Regions from separate parts of the Mus musculus genome. Here region 1 is linked to region 2. A link is a contact called in public Hi-C data. All regions are on one chromosome and are shown on one strand. The core of a region is the stretch at or near the end of the contact, and the rest is flanking DNA. Distances in the headings are between cores, read along the strand shown.

Evidence for each region. Hi-C and Micro-C count contacts between places; a contact is called where the count stands out from the background.
Region 1: a contact with region 2 is called in a Hi-C map of tail fibroblasts, with 9 times the contacts expected there. The contact joins two enhancer-like sites. A contact is called at or near these places in 2 of 39 promoter capture datasets (embryonic stem cells and hippocampal neurons), 6 of 15 datasets of contacts at CTCF or cohesin (the NIH/3T3 cell line, embryonic stem cells, large pre-B cells and 2 more), 183 of 484 Hi-C or Micro-C datasets (the 3T3-L1 cell line, 3T3-L1-derived adipocytes, B cells and 86 more), 22 of 115 datasets of contacts at active chromatin or transcription factors (the NIH/3T3 cell line, T-cell acute lymphoblastic leukemia, Th17 cells and 16 more) and 2 of 9 other capture datasets (embryonic stem cells and embryonic tail).

What each region holds. Positions count from the first base shown.
Region 1 is chr6:37,350,557-37,354,452 of GRCm38.p6, reverse strand. Creb3l2 (cAMP responsive element binding protein 3-like 2) reads left to right here. Exons shown (of 12, transcript NM_178661.4): 8 at 828-896. Among named protein-coding and RNA genes, the nearest start is that of Dgki, 53 kb to the right of the region's middle. Within about 2 kb of position 2,537, at least 24 of the 459 cell types and tissues checked have an H3K27ac peak or open chromatin away from gene starts, as enhancers often do. A contact at or near this core is called in the N1E-115 cell line and tail fibroblasts, where this site is marked.
Region 2 is chr6:37,052,037-37,056,418 of GRCm38.p6, reverse strand. The region is part of intron 10 of Dgki (diacylglycerol kinase, iota); the gene reads left to right. Among named protein-coding and RNA genes, the nearest start is that of Gm52857, 150 kb to the right of the region's middle. Within about 2 kb of position 1,733, at least 19 of the 459 cell types and tissues checked have an H3K27ac peak or open chromatin away from gene starts, as enhancers often do. A contact at or near this core is called in the N1E-115 cell line and tail fibroblasts, where this site is marked.

The DNA of each region.
Region 1 (3,896 bases), core at 1,288-3,787, 300 kb before region 2:
TCAGATGATACAAATAAGACTCTGGTATTTCCTGTACTCTCTAATGCATGCTGTGGGCAGACAGAATTTTTTGCAAAAACACATGAAGGCACCTTTGTTCTTTTGAAAGCCCTGGAATGCCCTGGGGGCTCAGAGAACCGTGAGGACTAAGGACCATCTCTTTTCAGCCCAGAAAGTAGTTCTCCCGCTGACCAGTTGGTGTGATTTCCAGGTCGACCCTGGAAGACCCACCAATGAGTCTTTCTTATTTGTACATGTGAGGTAAAGCCCTGGCCGGCTTCTAACTAGTTCTAGAAGCTTCTATGGAAAGTTGTCCTTCTCCAAGCTGGTTTGGGAGTAGGCAATGTAGCATTAAGGACTTCCGTTCTGTTTTCTTGTGTTTCATTGTGTCCTGAAGGTATCCACAATCAAGGTTATTTCTATGGGTCTCTCTTCTCTGTGTCTCTGGGCATGTACGCTCCAGCACTTCACGGCCCTGGGATCTGGTCCTGCCTGCCTTTTACCCAAGCTTCAAGCTTTGTATCAGGGATCCACAGCAGTGCAGATCCCTGGTGACTCTACAGCCCATGGTCTATTGAGGGATGAGATCAGCAGGAAGAGGTGGGGAACCCGATTGAGATGCCTCGTGCGATTTATGTGTGTCCAGCCCACGTGACTTCCTGAAGAGAGCCCTGACCTGCCGTGTTGTCCCTGTGAACCCTCATTGTCTTTCTAGTCAGGCTGTCCCAGCTCTTCCTTACTGACCACCTCACTCCTTTCTCTGTGAAAGTCCCGTGGCTGAGCAGTTGCCCTGTGGAGAGTTGAGCGTCTTTTTGCTCTCTCCACAGAGTGGAGTCTTGTTCAACTGAGAACTTGGAGCTTCGGAAGAAGGTGGAGGTGCTGGAGAACACCAATAGGTGAGTGTGGCCAGAGGAAGGGGATGTGTCCAATGGCAGGGGCCGTAGTCCAATGGCGGGGGTCGTAGTCCACATCCAGAGTGGGAGGGATAGGGATTCTACCAACCAGGATACTTGAGCTGACCACCACCTACCAGTTTCTGCTTCATGGGCTCCCCCATGCACGCACATCAGCCACACAGATGTTTTTTTACTTTTTAGTGGTTGGTGTGGAGGTGGTCATAACGAGAGCTATTATAAGTTAAAAAGGATTGGCCTGGGAGTGTGGCTCAGTCACAGGAAACCCTTGCCTAACATGCACAAAGCCCAAGGTTCAATCCTCAGTATTACAACAGACAGATTAACGAAGAGAAGAAATGTTTAAAAGGGGCTTAGAGCAGAATAAGTAAAGTCCCTAAGCCTGATTCTCCTGGAAATGAGTTTTAGGGCTGGACAGGGAGGCACTGGGATGTAGCGTTATTTAATTCTAGTCACGATCATGCTTATTAGTTTAAAAAGGCAGCATGGTTTTATAAGCCTGCTTTGAAAAAATTAGTGATTTACATTTCAGTCCCATTTTGAAAAATTAGCTGTGGCTCTTAACTGATGAATTCTTTTGACGTTTTCTATGTCGGTCACTGTTTGGGCACACTGTAGATCTTAACTCACTAATTCTCAGGAGATGGTGTGAGATTATCCCTGTTACATAGATAAGTAAGGTCCCAGGACCCAGGGGACTTGCCCAGGAACACTCACCAGCTTAATCCCGTGAATTTCCGTAGAGAAGTATCCTATTGGGTGTAACTCTGGTTCAGGAGCAAGGGGTTTGGATGTGGTAAGACACTTCACCTCTGATCCAGAATGTGTGTTCATGGGCTCACATGGTACTCACTTGTGTTCTGAAAATGCCCAGAGTCAAAGAATCCTGTCACCCTTAGTAAAGTATAGGCCCACTGAATTATAGGTCCAATACATCATGCAGATTAAAAACTTCATTTGGAGCTAAGAAAATACGAATCAGCCATTACGGGGTCAGCATTAATGCCTACTAACAAAATGTCAAAGGCTACACGGTCTGATTAGATCTCTTCACATGCTTTCAACAGCAGCTTTTACATTTGAAGTCCGAGTCCTGTACCTCTGTAGGTTTTTGTTACAACAGCAGGCTGAGGACTTGAACTGTTGTCTGTGGCCATCAGCTTAGTTCCATCTTGGTAATCCGGAAGAGCACTCAGGTGCCCTTTGCCTGACTCCTGTGTCCTCAGACCTCCAGACAAGCTCGTCCTCTCCTTTCCCTGACGTTACCCCACCACCCCTCCCCCACCCGATGGAACTTCCTCCATCAGGATTCTGGTTTTGCTGCTCTTCCCTGCCCCTCCCCCATCTTCTGCTGAGTCCCCATCTCCATCCGACCACCTTCTGACCAGCAGAGGTGACTTCAAGGCTCTTTTGGCTCTTTGAATCCTGCATCTCAGCCACTTCCTTAGCGTTTGGTCTCTAGCCCTTCCCTTGCTGCAGTGGATGCTCTGTGTATGAACTGATTTGGCCCTGAGCTGGGGAACAGGTAGGAATCCTGTCAGCATTATCCTTTCAGTTTGTGTCCTGGGGCCTGTCTGTCCCGGCTCTGCTGTTAGGCCTCCTGTTGGCCACACGGGTGCAGCAAAGCCTCATCGGGGCTGTTCTGGGACCAAGAAGTCTGTTGAGGAGGAGGGCTCACAGGCCACTTGGCCTGGGAAGAGGTCTCCTCCCCTCTCCATCTGGTGGCACTTGGCTTTGTTTTATTTATTCCTTGATTATCATGAACATTTAAAACTTTCTCCCTGTTTTCGCTTCCCAAGTGCTGGGATTTCGGGTGTGCACCCTCACAACCAGACTGGAACGTTTTGTTTTTGTTTTTGTTTTTTAGTTTTGCTTGTTGGTTTAAGTCAGGTATCCACACATCCAAAAGTTGAAATCGGCAAAGCGTCCACTGAAAGCCCTCGGCAAAGCGTCCACTGAAAGCCCTCTTATCTTTAACATACAGATTTTCTTCCATGTCTGTATTTCTTAGTACAGAGTCCAGCCAGTCATCCCACTGGCCTCCAAGCCCGGCATTCCTGTGGTGCCTGTTAGACAGGCCCGTGTTTACTGTGGAATGCTTTGCCTAGTTCTGAGTTTCCTATGACTTCCTTTTGAGTCCCCGCATCCTCCTCAGGAGGTGTGTAAACACTCATCTTCTGCTTATCATCAGTTTCTAGTAATTACCTAGATAGATCAATACATAAGGAATTTAGAAACAGCTCTACAGACTCCAATCATTTCTTCTTCAGTTATTAGCGGGGCATTTATATTTAATAAAGTTGTGGAGGATTTATGCATGTATGTGCATGTGGCTGGGGAAGGAATGGAGGCCAGCAAATTGAAATCTATGTCTTGTCTATTGTTCTCCCTCTGTTTTCCTATGGAGTCGACCCTGTAGACTTGGCATTTCTGTAGACTGGCTGTTCAGGACTGGCTGTCCTCATTCCCTATCACTCCCAACTCCAGTGCTGAGCTACCTAGAGCATATGGCCACACCTGTCTTTTAAAGGAGCATCAGCTCTCCATACTCTTCATGCTTGCATAGTAGGCCCTTTGCCCTTGGGCTTGAACCATGAGGTGATGTATGTCTATAATCCCACTGGTGGGAAGCCAGAGACAAATGGGTCCCTGGGCTCACTGACCAGTCAGCCTAGCCTAACTGATGAGCTTAGGCCAGTGAGAACTTGTCTAAAAAAGCGAGACGGACATCTTCTGAGGATGACACCTCTGGCACACACACACACACACATGCGCGCACACACACACACACACACACTCAACATATAAAGAATACATATGTAAACCTCAAAATTCTTTGATTTGGATCTATTATTACTTTCTGGGATACTCCGTATATGTGTGTGTGTGTGTGTGTGTGTGTGTATTATGCATATTTCTTAATTAAAAACTTTTCATTGAACAACGTACACTGGACTTGTTCTCCATGAATATGTTTACTGA
Region 2 (4,382 bases), core at 484-2,983:
GTCACCATTGCTAAAATCATGGTCATTTCTCAGGATGAACTGGTTACAGGGTAACTTGTCGCAGGAGAGCCTATGGTTTCAAAGAAACCTCTGGTCTCCTCCTTCTTCAAGACGCCTGATCACTCAAAAGGTTAAAAACCAATTTCAGTACTATGGAGAACAGGGAAAACCGCTATTCTAACAAACAATGTATTTTCTGCACCCTTCACTTTCCTGTCTGTGAGTGGTGATGTCCTTCCTCGTCTAAGGTGTGGTTCTACTGTAATACTGGAGAAGAACCTAGTGAAGGGTTTCTTAGGGTTGATGTTCAGTTTCCCCTGACACACCCACTCAAGGACTGGCCTCCTTGTAGCCTAACAAGGGTGATGCAGTTGAAAATCCAGAAAATGATCAAAGTATTTGCAATCAGTTTCCTGGGTTTGGTAGTCTGAGCACTGCAGGCTAGTTACCATCTACTAAATTGTATCAGGGCTCTCCCTACATAACTCATGGTTTTTGAGTAGCCCAAGCTGGCTTTGAGCTCCCCGGATAGTCAAGAATAACTTGAACACATGACCCTCTCCCTTCTGAGGATTACATCATGTGCCACTAGGCCCAGTTAATACAACCCAAGGTTTCATGTGTACTGGCAAGCACTCCACCAGCTGAGCTGCACCCCAGCCCTGAAGTGGGTTCATTGATCACGCTACCCCCTCCTCTGTATGTGCTTTTCGGTTTTCCTTTCCTTTGTGAGGCTTGCAAGCCACTGTACAGCCCTGTTCCTGTTCCAGTCTCTGTGAATTAATAATGACAGAAGGCTTCAGACGTTATCTAAAGACTGCTTCTCAGTTCACAGAGGACTCACAGATCAAAGCTAAGTGAATTTGGAGGAAATCTTTTTTCTTAGGGACAGGAAAGGAGTCAGTGGGGCTGGGGTGAGGGTGGGTAAATTAGGTGACATTTGTCTTGTCTTCCAAACTGAGCACATTAGACCCGGAAGAGGGGTTCTGTGTAACTACTCGGAGAGGGAATCTGAGAGGAAAGTCCCCTCTTTTCTCTGACACGGGAAATTTCTGGTCATCCTTCAAGGCTCACCGGTGCCTTTTTAAACCACTTTCAAAATCAGTCACCCTCTCACTGTGTTCTAAGGCCCTGAGGTGCACCGGTCTCTCAGGGATGATAGAGGTCATGTTCTCTGGGCTTGTGTTCTCTCTGAGTGTAGGTGTCAGAGTACTGGGGGAATTTTGAGAGCATGGAGCATAGTAAACTAACAATTGTACAGTGAGAGATACAAACATCAGAGCAGATGCTACGATGCATGTTCCGTGTTTCGATGACACTGCTGTGAAGGGAACATGCAGAAAAAAAAAAAGGAAATGTGATTGGATAAAGGTGTCCAGCCCGTTTAAAAATGCCTTAAAACTTGGGTTTGTGCCATGGAAACTGTATTTAAGTATTTTGGTTTTCGAATTCTTTTTGTTTATGAACAGCAACAGCAAGGTGACATGGCTAATTTTAGTGTGCAGATAGTCTCCTGGAAGCCTGTTAAGGCAGAGGGGACATCTCAGTAAGTCTTGATGGCCAGGAGTATCCAGGTAGGACCTCTCATTCCTCACATGTTCTCGATGCTGTATCTGCTAGGAGATAGATCTCGATGATGCCTCTGCTAGGAGATAGATCTAGCTGCCCGACCAGGGCTTCCTAAGATGGGTGGGCATATTCTGATTTTTGTAGTTTAACAATATTTCACTCGTCTTACTCCTCTGACTCATTTCCTCTCTGAAGAGCAGGCTCCAAAACCACTTTTAAACTTGCATTAGTCTGAAGTAAACAACTAGATGATATCGCCATCTAGTGGTGAGGAGGAAAACTGTCTCTTGTTCCCTCATTTAGACTTGAAAAAAAAAATTCAATATTTTGAAGGATTATATTGGGCTAAACATACTCCAGGGCTGTTTCTGTTAAACAACACTTCCATTTAAACTTCACACTAGTTGTTTCTATTTATCCTGCCCCATCCGTGTACACATGACACTGGTATTCAGTAAAGGTTTAGACACCGGTTGTACTGTTGCCACCAGAAATATTTGAGGAGAAAGGTATTGGGTCCAGGCATTAAAATATCAGCTTTGAAGTACTCTCTCTCCCTGTGGGAGGGAGACGGAAGGTAGGATGAAAAGTTTTCTCCATCACAATCCCCTCCTCTGTGTGGGAAGTTGGGAAGGCTGGGCGCATCTCACTCCTATGACATACCTCCGCTGTTTACTGAGTCCAGAGACTCTTTCTCATGTTACCTCATATAAATTCACAGATGCGCAGATGTTAACCACTAGAATGGGTCTATGCAGTCCTGAGAGTCAAGGGATTCTCTGCTCACACTGTCCAGTATGGAGTTCCAAGGCAGATGTGTGGAGGAAACTACATTCTTAGACCGGAGCTCTGGGTACTGACATGAGTGGGAAGCTGCTGGTGGATAGATTTATGTTGGCTGAGTTTATGCCACTCTCTGTGAACCAGTGTCCCCCAGATAGCCACCCTCTTAAGTCAGGGCCAAGTATATCAATAGAGACGTAGGGAACAGATGAAAGACTCTGACTGAGAAACAAATTCCATAAACTGTCTCTGAAATACTTGCATTGCCTCAGTGCAGGCATTAGATTTTGAAGTGCTGAAAACGTTTTAGTCTGGAGCTAAATACAACTTTATTGTTTTCTACAAATTTAGGCTTCTAAGGGTCAGATTGGTTTGGAGAGACAGCCCAGGGTTAGTAAGTAATTAATGAGGGCCCTGGCAAGACTCCCAAGGGTACCCAGTCAAGAGTACCCAATCACATGATCTCTACATTGTTCAATAGTCAGTAAGTTATTATACCTGGGAATGGAACAGGAATTCATGAGCACTGTCCCCACCCCCCAACTCCCATTCAAGAAAACCAGACATGGGTATAAAAGCTGCAGGCCTTATGTTTGGCATGCAGCATATGAGAACTGTCACGTGCTTGCTGGTGACAGTTGTGTAAATGACTGAGTAGATTTCATGACTCCTTTCCAGTGTATCCCATTTGTGTGACCAGTAACCCCCATTTCATTCATTGACTCTGGGAGAGCACTAAAGTAGCTTATCTCAGTGTTAGAGGCAGTTTGGTAGGTCTTATTTAAATGTGTGAGTGTTTAACTTTACGAGCGTCTAGCTTGCATGCCCCACTCACCTGGGTTGCTTTAAAGAAATGATTTTGTTCAAATTCTTTTCATACCATATTATGGAAATGAAGTGTGTGTGTGTGTGTGTGTGTGTGTGTGTGTGTGTGTATGAGAGAGAGAGAGAGAGAGAGAGAGAGAGAGAGAGAGAGAGAGAGAGAGAGAGAGAACACGTATTTGATGGCTTCCTCAGTCACTTTCCTTGGTCTTTCTTTGATAGCAGAGTCCCTGACTGAACTTGGAGCTCACTAATTTGTCTGGACTGGGTGGCCAGCAAGCTCCAGGAGTGTGGCTGTCTCTACCTCCCCGGTGTTGAGGTTCTAGGTGTGTGCCTGTCTTTTTAAGTGTGTGCTGGGGATTAAAACTCAGCATCTTGATCCTTCCATAGCCAGTTCTTTATTCCCTCTCCAACCCTGCACCACTGTTTAATGGATGTTAAGTCTACTCCTGCTTAGAAGAAACCAAGCACTGTTGCATAGGTTATTTCTGCTCAAGTCCAGGGCTGCTGGCCCAATAGACTGAGCCGAGAACAAACTCTTTGGGGGGCACAGAAGGAACAACTTGCCAGGCTTTGTTGACATTCCTTGTTGGAAGGATACATTAAGATATTAGGAGTTCCAGTGAACACAAGTTTAAAACGAGCAAAACTGAAACCATGCAGCTGATCAAACCTTTTACAGAAACTTTAGGTTGAACAAACTAACCTTTCTGCACTTTATATTTTCCTTTCTCGAAAGATGTTAATTATCTCACATTGTCTGCATAATAGGAGAAGCTGAAATCATGATGTGTGTTCTTACGTAGCAGAGGTGGGAATTTGTAATTAACATCAGCCTTTCAGACTGCTTTAGGAATGAATCTAAGATAGAAAAAGCAACTTTCTGTCCAGCCAGTGGGATATGTTGTATAAAGTAGTTGGTCATTAAAGTGATGTTTATGTTTCCTATTTAATGTACAGTGTGATCAAAATAATCCCGAATGCAATTGGTATCGAGGCTCAGGATGGAAAGAAAGAAAATGCCATTCATGTTGCTGGCATAATGTCCTTAAATCCATGTTTGTGATTGACCAGGAGCAAAGTATTTCATTTGGTGAGGCCAAAGGAGGTGTTCTGATAATTAAGAATGAAATGTTATTCCTAACATTGCAGCAGGCATGCGATAAGGTGGAACTTTTAGATTACAGCTTTGGGGGAATCGGAGGAAC